Regions from separate parts of the Dromaius novaehollandiae genome. Here region 2 is linked to region 1. A link is a contact called in public Hi-C data. All regions are on one chromosome and are shown on one strand. The core of a region is the stretch at or near the end of the contact, and the rest is flanking DNA. Distances in the headings are between cores, read along the strand shown.

What was found. A called contact is a pair of places that touch in the nucleus more often than the background predicts.
Region 2: a contact with region 1 is called in a Hi-C map of ovary, with 2.7 times the contacts expected there. The contact joins the enhancer-like site here to the promoter of CDC123 in region 1. A contact is called at or near these places in 3 of 4 Hi-C or Micro-C datasets (brain, liver and ovary).

What each region holds. Positions count from the first base shown.
Region 1 is chr1:3,639,869-3,644,569 of bDroNov1.hap1, reverse strand. It overlaps CDC123 (cell division cycle 123), which reads right to left and starts at 2,349. Exons shown (of 13, transcript XM_026119288.2): 1 at 2,144-2,349; 2 at 1,281-1,352. The coding sequence starts at 2,217. NUDT5 (nudix hydrolase 5) reads left to right here and starts at 2,364. Exons shown (of 10, transcript XM_064503815.1): 1 at 2,364-2,575.
Region 2 is chr1:3,824,050-3,828,750 of bDroNov1.hap1, reverse strand. All of the region lies in intron 2 of CAMK1D (calcium/calmodulin dependent protein kinase ID), which reads right to left. Among named protein-coding and RNA genes, the nearest start is that of CAMK1D, 120 kb to the right of the region's middle. Within about 2 kb of position 1,945, at least 1 of the 2 cell types and tissues checked has open chromatin away from gene starts, as enhancers often do.

The sequences.
Region 1 (4,701 bases), core at 1,100-3,599:
GATATTGGCTGACTGAGGTTTAAAACTGATGTTGGCCCTGACTGTAGGAAGATCACATTGACTTCTACCTAAGAAAGCTAAGCTCACAGAAAAACTGTTTTTAAAAAGGGATTTTAAATCAGAAACAGCTTAAAAATATAATTTAAATCTATTATACAGCTGTCTATCATTCCACTGAGACAGCAGAAATTGTTCCTGTGCCATAGCTACACACTCAAACCACCAGTTTCAGCTTTTCTGAAGTCTGATTACAAGTTACATGGCTGTTGCTAAATAAATCACATAATTAACTAGAAACAGGTGACAATATCACTTCTTATTCAAAACTGTTCGGAAAATGATTCTAATTTTCTGGATACTTCTTATAAAAAAGATTTTAAAATTGGGAAAAGCCTTCATCTTTATAAGGTGTTCAAACAGCTTCCATTTTATAGAAACTGATTCCCTTATCTACACATCCTAACTGGTTGTTCTGTGGGAGAGGCAAACCACAAGTTAAGGAATGATATAGCATGGATCGACTTCCAAGTCTGATCGTTACCAAGATGTATACAATAATCATTTTTACAAGGAAGCCATACAGTGAGATTCTAAGCAGAAAACAAAGAACAAAGTTCTTTGAGAACTTGAAACAGTAAGAACAGTTCTTGACTACTGTTTTTCATATCCATTTACCCCACCCTTCTACAACCAAAAATCCTGGGACATTCGGGCCTAGTCACATGCACAGATTATATGTTATCAAATGATTATACAAGCTCAATAATCAGTAAGATTTTATATTTAATTTAGTTCATCTTATTGAGAATTAAACTCCAGTAATGACACATCATTGCTGAATAAGGCTGCAGGCATGCGAGTGGTGCAGCACAGGCCAAGCCACAGAATCGGAGCCAACTGTACCACAGCAACCAAACACAGATTCGCAGGCTGTGCACCAAAACCTGAAAAGTAGGTAGGTTCTGCACGAAAAGGCAGAGAAAACTCAAGAAAACTGTCCCCAGTTGGTCTAGAATTGAGAGTATTACATGAATTTTAGGATCTATACCAGGCACTATCAAGTCAAATCTTACTACTAACAACAGCTACATGTTAGCTAATACACACCTTCATGTGTTTACCTATAGCCCGTCCACACAGTGTTCAGTTTACTGCAGCCAGACTGGTCAAATTTGCAAAATTCATTACAGAAATTATTAAATGCAAATACAAAATAGTACTGTGAATACAAAATAGCATTAATAATTGAAGGGGTGGAGGGTAGAAACAACACTCTTTACCTTCCAGAAACCACAAGCGTTCCATCATCCAGCAAATATTCTTTCACATTCTCTGGCAGGGGAAGTATAACACTGGAGAAACAAGAAAATAACTTTAATAATAAATTCGTTCAAGTTAAATAAAAATAATATTTGTTAATAGAACATATTTCAGTAATGATACGTTCTGTTCTCTTACGCGGTGGAAAACTCTCACTTCTCATCCTTTCCCAAAAAGCAACTCCTTTCCCCCCACCCCAGGGAGGCAGAGGAAAAGGAAAGATATAGAAATGTTAAGTGAAATGCGTAAAAATACCTTCTTCTTGCTTCAAAACCCTAAGAAATTCTGAGTGTGCATGCAGCTGAGGCAGGAGACAGGACACTACACGCTGTTCAAAACCAACGCTTGGTTTCTCAGATCCAAAACTATATTTCCCTGTACCAGCTGCACATTCAAAAACCACATGACTATCACTGAATCGGCCAAAAATACACGTTTTAAATATTAAAAATCATGAGGGAACAAACGCTCTTGTTGCTAAACACCTGACCTTACAGCTTTTTTTATGCATCAGCGCCACGTTGAATTTAACTTTCCCAAGTTACGGCTCGTTCTGTGTTACCGCAGTGGGTCTTTGCCCTGACACTGCAGAAATATCTACAATTTTCAGGAATATCCCGAAACAGGAGCTCCGTTACTCTGTTCAGCAGCTTTCAGCCTCTGTTTCCTTGGGCAACGACAGGGGCCTGCACTCGATACGGTCAGTCAGCTCCAGCCCCGGCTGGTAGTTTCTCTCCCCCCGGCCCGGCCCCACACGCCCCAACCGAACCAGGCCCGAACCGGCCCCCAGCGCGGCCCGAGCTCCCGGCCCCGGCGCCCTCACCTGCGGATAGTGACGGCCCGGAAGAGCGGGTACCACACGGAGAACTGGCAGTGCACCACCTGCTCCTTCTTCATCCTCCCCCGGTCCGGTCCGGTCAGGTCCGGTCCGGTCCGGTCCGGCCCGCTTCGCCCCGCCGCTCCCGGAAGCGCCCGCTCCGCCCGGAACCTCCACTGCAGCCCGCGGCGCACCCGGACCGGGAGCGGTGGCGCACCCGGACCCGGACCCAGAGCGGCGGCGCACCCGGCTTCAACCGCCTCGCCTCGCCTCGCCTCGCCTCGGCCGCCGACGCTGCCGCTCGGTGCCGGGTCTCGGTGCTGGCCCGGCCGCAGCCCCGGCTGCGCTCGCTCCTCGCCGTCCCGCTCCCGAGGGCCTCCTGCGCCGCTGGGCTGCGGCTCGCCCCGGCCCGCGGCTGCCGGGCCCTGTCGCGGTCTCGTACGTGCGCGCCCGTGTCCCGGGGGGGGCGGGGGGGACACGTCCATTTGAAGCCCGGTGACTTCTGCCGCTGTCTCTCTTCCTTTGCTCCTGTGTCTTCTTACCCTTCCTGCTGGGGCCGCCGAGGGCTGACGGTTACCGGCCACCTCTGGGTGAAGGGCTGGGTGAAACGCTCCCTGTATTTTCCTTTTTTTCTCTTCATCTATAGGGCAAGAAACAGTTATTTTCCCATATTTTTTTCAGTGCCACGTGGGCCATCCACGCTGCTAAACATAAGGACAAAAACGATCCTTCCCCCCCCCCCCCCCACACACGTAGCTTTTCCCTTCTCCCTCTCTCCCATCAACTTCTGCTAATTAATTGGTTTTGTTTTTAGATTCAAACTGGTGAGATGTGAGTGCACAGACTGATGGTAGCAAGTTAATTTTGGATTAAAGTGACTTAGAGGTTTTTAGTTACGTTTATCCTGAGCACACGTATGTTAAAATGCTGCTGGTTAAATTGTCCATAAAGTAGTTGACAGGGTCCCTTCTGCGTGTTCTTTGAAAGAGACCCTCAGATATTAACTTTTTTTTATTTTGTTCCACCCTGAGCTTGTCTGAGGACACCGTGGCTGAGTTCCCATTAAAACTTGTGGTTGTCAACTGGGGTACATAGTTTGGGTCAGATAAAACCTTCTGAAAAGTGATATAGAAAAGCTAATCCATCGACTGTGGCTTGGATAGATTGATGTGAAGCCCCAGTAGCATGGCTGTTCTGTAAGCAGGCGTGTAGGCCTCACTTGGCTTAAGATTTTAACTTCTGGGAAGGGTAATTTTGAAACTGATGTCAGAGGGTTGGAAGATGCCTTCAAAGGAAGTCATTCCATAAGAGAATAAGCAATGAGGATAAAGTTACACCATCTGTGAATGGCGTGACTTTTTCGGGCCTGAATTTGACCCCACAAGAGGTAAATGGGGCAGGTAGCATGATTTGTCAGTAATGTCCTATAATACCCGTAATATTAGCTGTGAAAGCCATCAGAGGAGGTATAAGCAGGCCAAATACTTTTTCATAGTTTAGAATGCAAGTACTATTGATTCATGCTACGAAGGGTGATAAACCTGGCTATTTTGGCCTATTCTTAAAATTGCACTGATAACTATTAAAAAGTTACATTCGTAGAGTTCATCTCATCGTGGATCAAGTAGTCAAGTTCCCAGGCTGCCCTGCTAGCTTTTTATGATTTTCACTCAAATGATACAGTGCTAGTTTTATGGGGTAAAAGAAGCTGCCCGTCTGAGGACTGCAGGACGATGTCTACTCTGAAACCTAACATAGATTTTTTTTTCATTGCACCTTTTGATTTAATGTTCAGTTGCAGCTAATTTTGCTTATGAAATCTGAATTGTCTTGAGTACCTTCCAGAACTGCAGCCTTCAGTTACCCAAATGGTATTTCAGCTTTCTAATAACACAAATTCTCACTTTTATACAGTCAACTGAATATGGGAAAATAACTTTTTTTGGAGAACTTTTTAAAATGTCACTCATAGAGTTATTGCACCCACTAGTGGAGAAGATCAAAACTACACAAGCTGAAACAAAGGGGTCTTCCTCTCATTTTCACCTGTTTTAAGTTTTGGTGGTAATTCAAAACACTGAAGCTGTCTTCACTAATTTTTTTGTAATTTTCATGGCAAACTGTTCTGGACTCTGTCTCCTGCAGATGAGAACAAGCTGTGTTGAAAAGAGCTTCTGTCATGAGATGAAGTCCTAGGATGTATTTGTAATTGATATAAGAAAGTATTAATACTGTTCTACGAAGCATTAATAAAGCTCCTCATGGGATTTTGGGTACAACTCTGGTAATCCATGTTTGAGAAAGATCTACTGATACAGAAAGATTAGTGTGATCAATGGAGCGGGATTTCTTGTGAGAGGAGACTAAAAGAGGAAAACTTATTTAGCCTGTCCAAAAAAAGTTTGAGAAGGATATAGTTTACTGTCTGTTCTCTTGATATGTATCTGTCGTCAGCCAAAAAGGCTACAATTCTGCCCAAACACAGGTGAACTGGACTGAAAAGCACGCCAGTTTTGGTGGTAGGAGATGTGAGGGTTTTATAGCTGGTTGCCTAGGGCATCCAG
Region 2 (4,701 bases), core at 696-3,195, 180 kb before region 1:
GACTTAGAGGGGCAAATTGAACCGGGCAACCAAAGACTCTGGGATAACTTTTCTGAGCGTGGCAGCTGTGCAAACACGGGCTGCCGGGAGAGGTTTTGATCTGCTCTGAAACATGCTACAGTGCACTAAGCACAAACCGGTTCCCTTTGCTTGCTGTAGGGTCAGTTCACAAAAGCATCATCAATGAGTTGTCAGATCTCCCCGAACGCTAAAGCTGCCGAAACACAGAAAAGCAGGACTTGTTTCTCCAAAGAGGCTGAAACCTGCCCCCGAAACAAGACCTGGCTTGAACAGAAGAGGCCCCTGGCACTGCATCACAGACACAGGACTGGGTGTGCTCAGGCACGATGAGCAGAGATAAGCGCATGGCATGGCGCTTTAATGACGCTAAAATCGACCCTTGCCACTGCCTGGCACAGAGCCACCACGGGTCACTGACCCGACACCGTAAGGGCAGAAGTCCTGCTGGACCAGAACTAGCCCTAACGGACGAAACTCACTTCAACGTCTGCAACAAAATCAATGTACTCCGTGGACTTTGGCTGGAGGTTGCTATTCAGAAGCAAGAATTACAATATGGAAGTTGATGTACAAGAAGGGTAACTAAATCCTTTAATGACTCAGTGTCCTGTACATCCCTGCCAGCTCCAGACCATCCTGGAGGCCAAGCAGCTGAACGAAAACTGGTTGCATATTGCTCCAGATCATTAATTAGAGGGGTAGCACTCTGTACGGATGAAAGCAGAGGACCTTGCTTCTGCTGTTGCTTTGGCTGCCGGGCTGCCAGGAAAACACGCTAAGAATCCTAGCTGCAAAGGCGTAGTATAAACTATGATTGAATCACTTATATTAACATCTATCACATTTAACAAACTTCTGCACTGAAAACCAGGATCGTTTAGAAGAACACTATACAAAAAACCTTGAGCAAACAAGAGAGCCGTTTAAGTAGGGCAGGTTGCCGACATAACAGCTCTTTCCCAGCCAGAGCGGTACATTTGCAAGGCATGACATTTAACGCTGCACCTCCATGAACAGCACACATCACGGATAAAATGCCACAAGAAAGCACACATAATTTTGTGAAAGCCAGAACTAACAAAACCTGAGTCAGTAAGGATATGTATCTTTTGTGCAACCAAATGCCTGTGCAACCGAATGTTATTGCCACATACACCCATAATCTGCTGCAGAGTGTTTTGCCAGCAGCATGTGGGCTACTCAGTTTGAGGAATTCAGCCATTGGCCAAGGGAAGCATTTAAATTGCCATTCCAACTCTTATAAGTAGGACCTTTGAAAACCGCCCGGATGTGGTCAATGGGAGGCACTATATCTTTAACTCTGCCCCTTCCCTTTTCTATTCCGTGGTCCCCAAACTTCTTCCAGGATGGGTATTTTGCAGATGCATACTCCCCACTGATATCTGCGTGATTAGAGCTCAGTATGACATTTCTCCCGTTGTCCAGGTTTCCCTCCCATGCAGACTTTCTGGCATGAAAATAAGAAGTGCAAGCTCCAACCTAGGCTTTTTTCACAGGTAAAGTTATTTATCAGGTTCTCTCACATGTGAATACTCTGGTACTTTAGAAAAGGTGAATTCCTAGCACCCATTCCACCCTCAGACAGGTCTCCCTCCTCTATCTCATTGCCTGTTTTTTGTGGGAACTAAATATCATGCAGAATTCCCCCTCTCTGATGTATCTGGTTGATATCAACAACCAGCTGCAGGAGTTACGAGGGAAAAGCACATGCAGTGAGTGGCCACGTAAGCCTTCTTCCCCCAGGGCATGTGATAGAAAACACCTGCTTGCTTCATTCCCCTCCAGAACTTAAAGGCCCCGTCAGACTACCGTCTGGGATTTTATATCCCAAATTGAGTCCTTTCCTCTCCTTAATGGTTTTAGTCTGCCCAACAGGAATGCATTTTATATCGCCACTGTTTGGTCTGAAAATAGTGTACCGACTGACGGCACTGTACGCAATGACTTCAAGCAGCCATGAGAGGTAGCCCCAAGCATTTCTGAAGAAAATGCCACGACTTGCACAGAGAGGGGCTGCTTGCAGTAGAGTTTCAGAGGAAAACAAAGATGTTTGTCTTTGTACTTGGGGAGAGTAGCCTTGGATTAGCATCCTCTGAGGGTTCAGCAGCCCTTGGCAGATAAAAGGCTATCAGATGTCCCCAGATCAGACCCTTGCTTGAAACGGACAGCTTCAGAGGCAGCTTTAGAAGAAAGCTAGAAGACTGACTGGCCACTGAGATTAATTTCTGTTACTCCATATGCAACGCACTGCTCCCTCCTGGAGCCACCATGTATTTGGTATTGCAGCGGCAATAGGTTCTCTGGATGCTGAGAGGACTTTGCTCTCCAGCATTTTCAGTTCAGCAGTCTCCCCTTCTCTCATGCACAAACACACCTGCAAATAATGTGAAACACAGAGAAACCTCAGCTACAGACAGAGGAGGAATGTGAACAAAACCAGACAAATGTCACCTGCACTTACATTGCTCTTTTTTAAGCTATATACTTAATTTTCTTGTTAGATAGACCTGGAGGTTTACTGGATTCAGTACTGAACAGTCCTTTGCATTAAGAATGGAAGAGAACTCATATTCATGAAACTGCAACTGAACTGCAACAACTGAAATGTTGCTGGTCGAAAGGCATTATTGACTTTCTCCTAATTTCCTTCCACTGCAACACCTTTTGCCGCCCCTACTTCACCTATCTCGCTTTATTTGACCTATTGACTGGAGGAGGAAATTCTCGTCCAAAGGCAGATGCCTGCTGCCTTGCCCTCAGCGCTCGGACACTGAACCGCTGGCCCAATTAGCTAAACCAAACCGGTGTGTGGCTGCAAGGCCACAGAGCTGAACTTTGGGGTCACACGTGGTCTCCAAACCACAGACTGCTCACAACAGTTGCAGGAAATTAGTATCTTTAAGATCTCCATTCTTCTGTGTGATTACCCGGAACAGATAGGAAACATGATCATACGATCCTGGCTGCTTTGGAAAACTGGGGTATAACCCCCCACAAGCAGTAGAAGGGGTGAGGAGGTGGCAGGAGCCCTTGGCGCATGCTTGTAGCACTTGTCCTCTCCCCACCTCGTCTTTCAGACCCTACCCATCATCTCTGCGATCTCCTGTTATTCTAAGCTCTCAAGGGTGAATATCCAGAAATTTTTCAAGACCCAAACAATTTCAATAGACTTGCTTCCCCTGCACGGTATGTCATCTATCTCAAATGCCAGCCTTATGTACCATGTTCATAAAGTATTCCCATGAGATAGCGCTGTGATAATGTCAAGCTGGAGACACTTCACAACAAGAAACCTGAGCTGTGTAGTTAAGCAGCTGTAACACTTTCCAGCTGTGACAAAACCTATCCACATACACCTCACAATTTCTGCTCTGTGCCCTGCCACATGATACACTCCCTGACAGTGTAATCCTTGTCTCCATTTCTAGTTTCACAGGATCCTGTGAGTAGACTGGCCTGGCTTCTTGACTACCCGGGGGATTTCCTTACCAGTACTCTACATGCTGCCATGTCTTCTTGACCCACTGTCCACAGCAGCCCAGCTTAGAGCCTGGGAAGGGGTCCTGCTTACTCATCTTAAAACATGGCTTGGTTCCCTCCTGGGAATTGGGAGAGAGCTATTTGAACCTCCTCAGGATGAGGAGGCCTAGAGGCAATCCGTTTTGCTACTGGAGGCACCCTCTAACCATCAAGTATGGTGCAAAAGGGAGGCTGATGGCAGCACCAGGACTGTTTTTGAAACAATGGTTGACTCCAGCCGTTGCGATGGACTTCATGCTGAGGACCTCATAGCTAAGCATGCTGTGAGGGAGCCCATGGGCTCTCTGCCTTGCTGGGACACAGGCTCAGGTTATGCCCTGTTCTGCCTCATATCTGGATCACAACAGAGCTCAAACGCAAAACATCACCTGCAGATGCATGGGTATTCACTTAGGCACTAGTGTAACATTATAATCCCCCAGAAAAGGTACCAAATTAATGTAGGCGCCTCCATAATAAGAACGAGGGATTCCTACATTGCACACCTGGACTTAGGTCCTGACATTGTGTCCAACTGCTTATTTTAGGTGCGAAAATAAGCACTTGTCTCAAGCATTTTCACAAAAAGGCTGCTCAGTAGTTTTTAAAGACAAAGAGCCTGAGGTTCTGCATCTTGTACTACAAAAACTGGCAGCCCTAACAGGAAGATTAGGACGAAAAAACCTTCTAAAACGCTTGGATTCCTAGAATATGATCTGCAGTCCCTTTAAGCCAAGGAAAATATCCCCATTTTGAACGACATCCCCGTGAGGAATATCCCTGATTTTCATGACAAGTAGATCAAGCCATTAGAATGATGTTTTCCAAGCAGCAGATCACAATTGGCAGGGTTCAAAAAGGCTTGCAAAGTTTGAGCAAAACCTCCAGATTGTTTAATTTGAAACACATCAAAACAAATGAACAAATTAATGATGAATTAATCGTTAAAGGTAAAAACGATAAAAGTAGTGGTTTCATCTCAGCCAAAAAAAATGAACCATCTTGGCTTGTTGGCAGCAGCTCTGTTTTTCCAGTGTGGAGGAGTGTGGATTTACATGTGCAGCCAGTAATTATAGCCAATTCCCACTCCCTTGCTTGGAAGACTTGAGCAGCTACAGGCAATTAAAGGTGGTGAGCAAC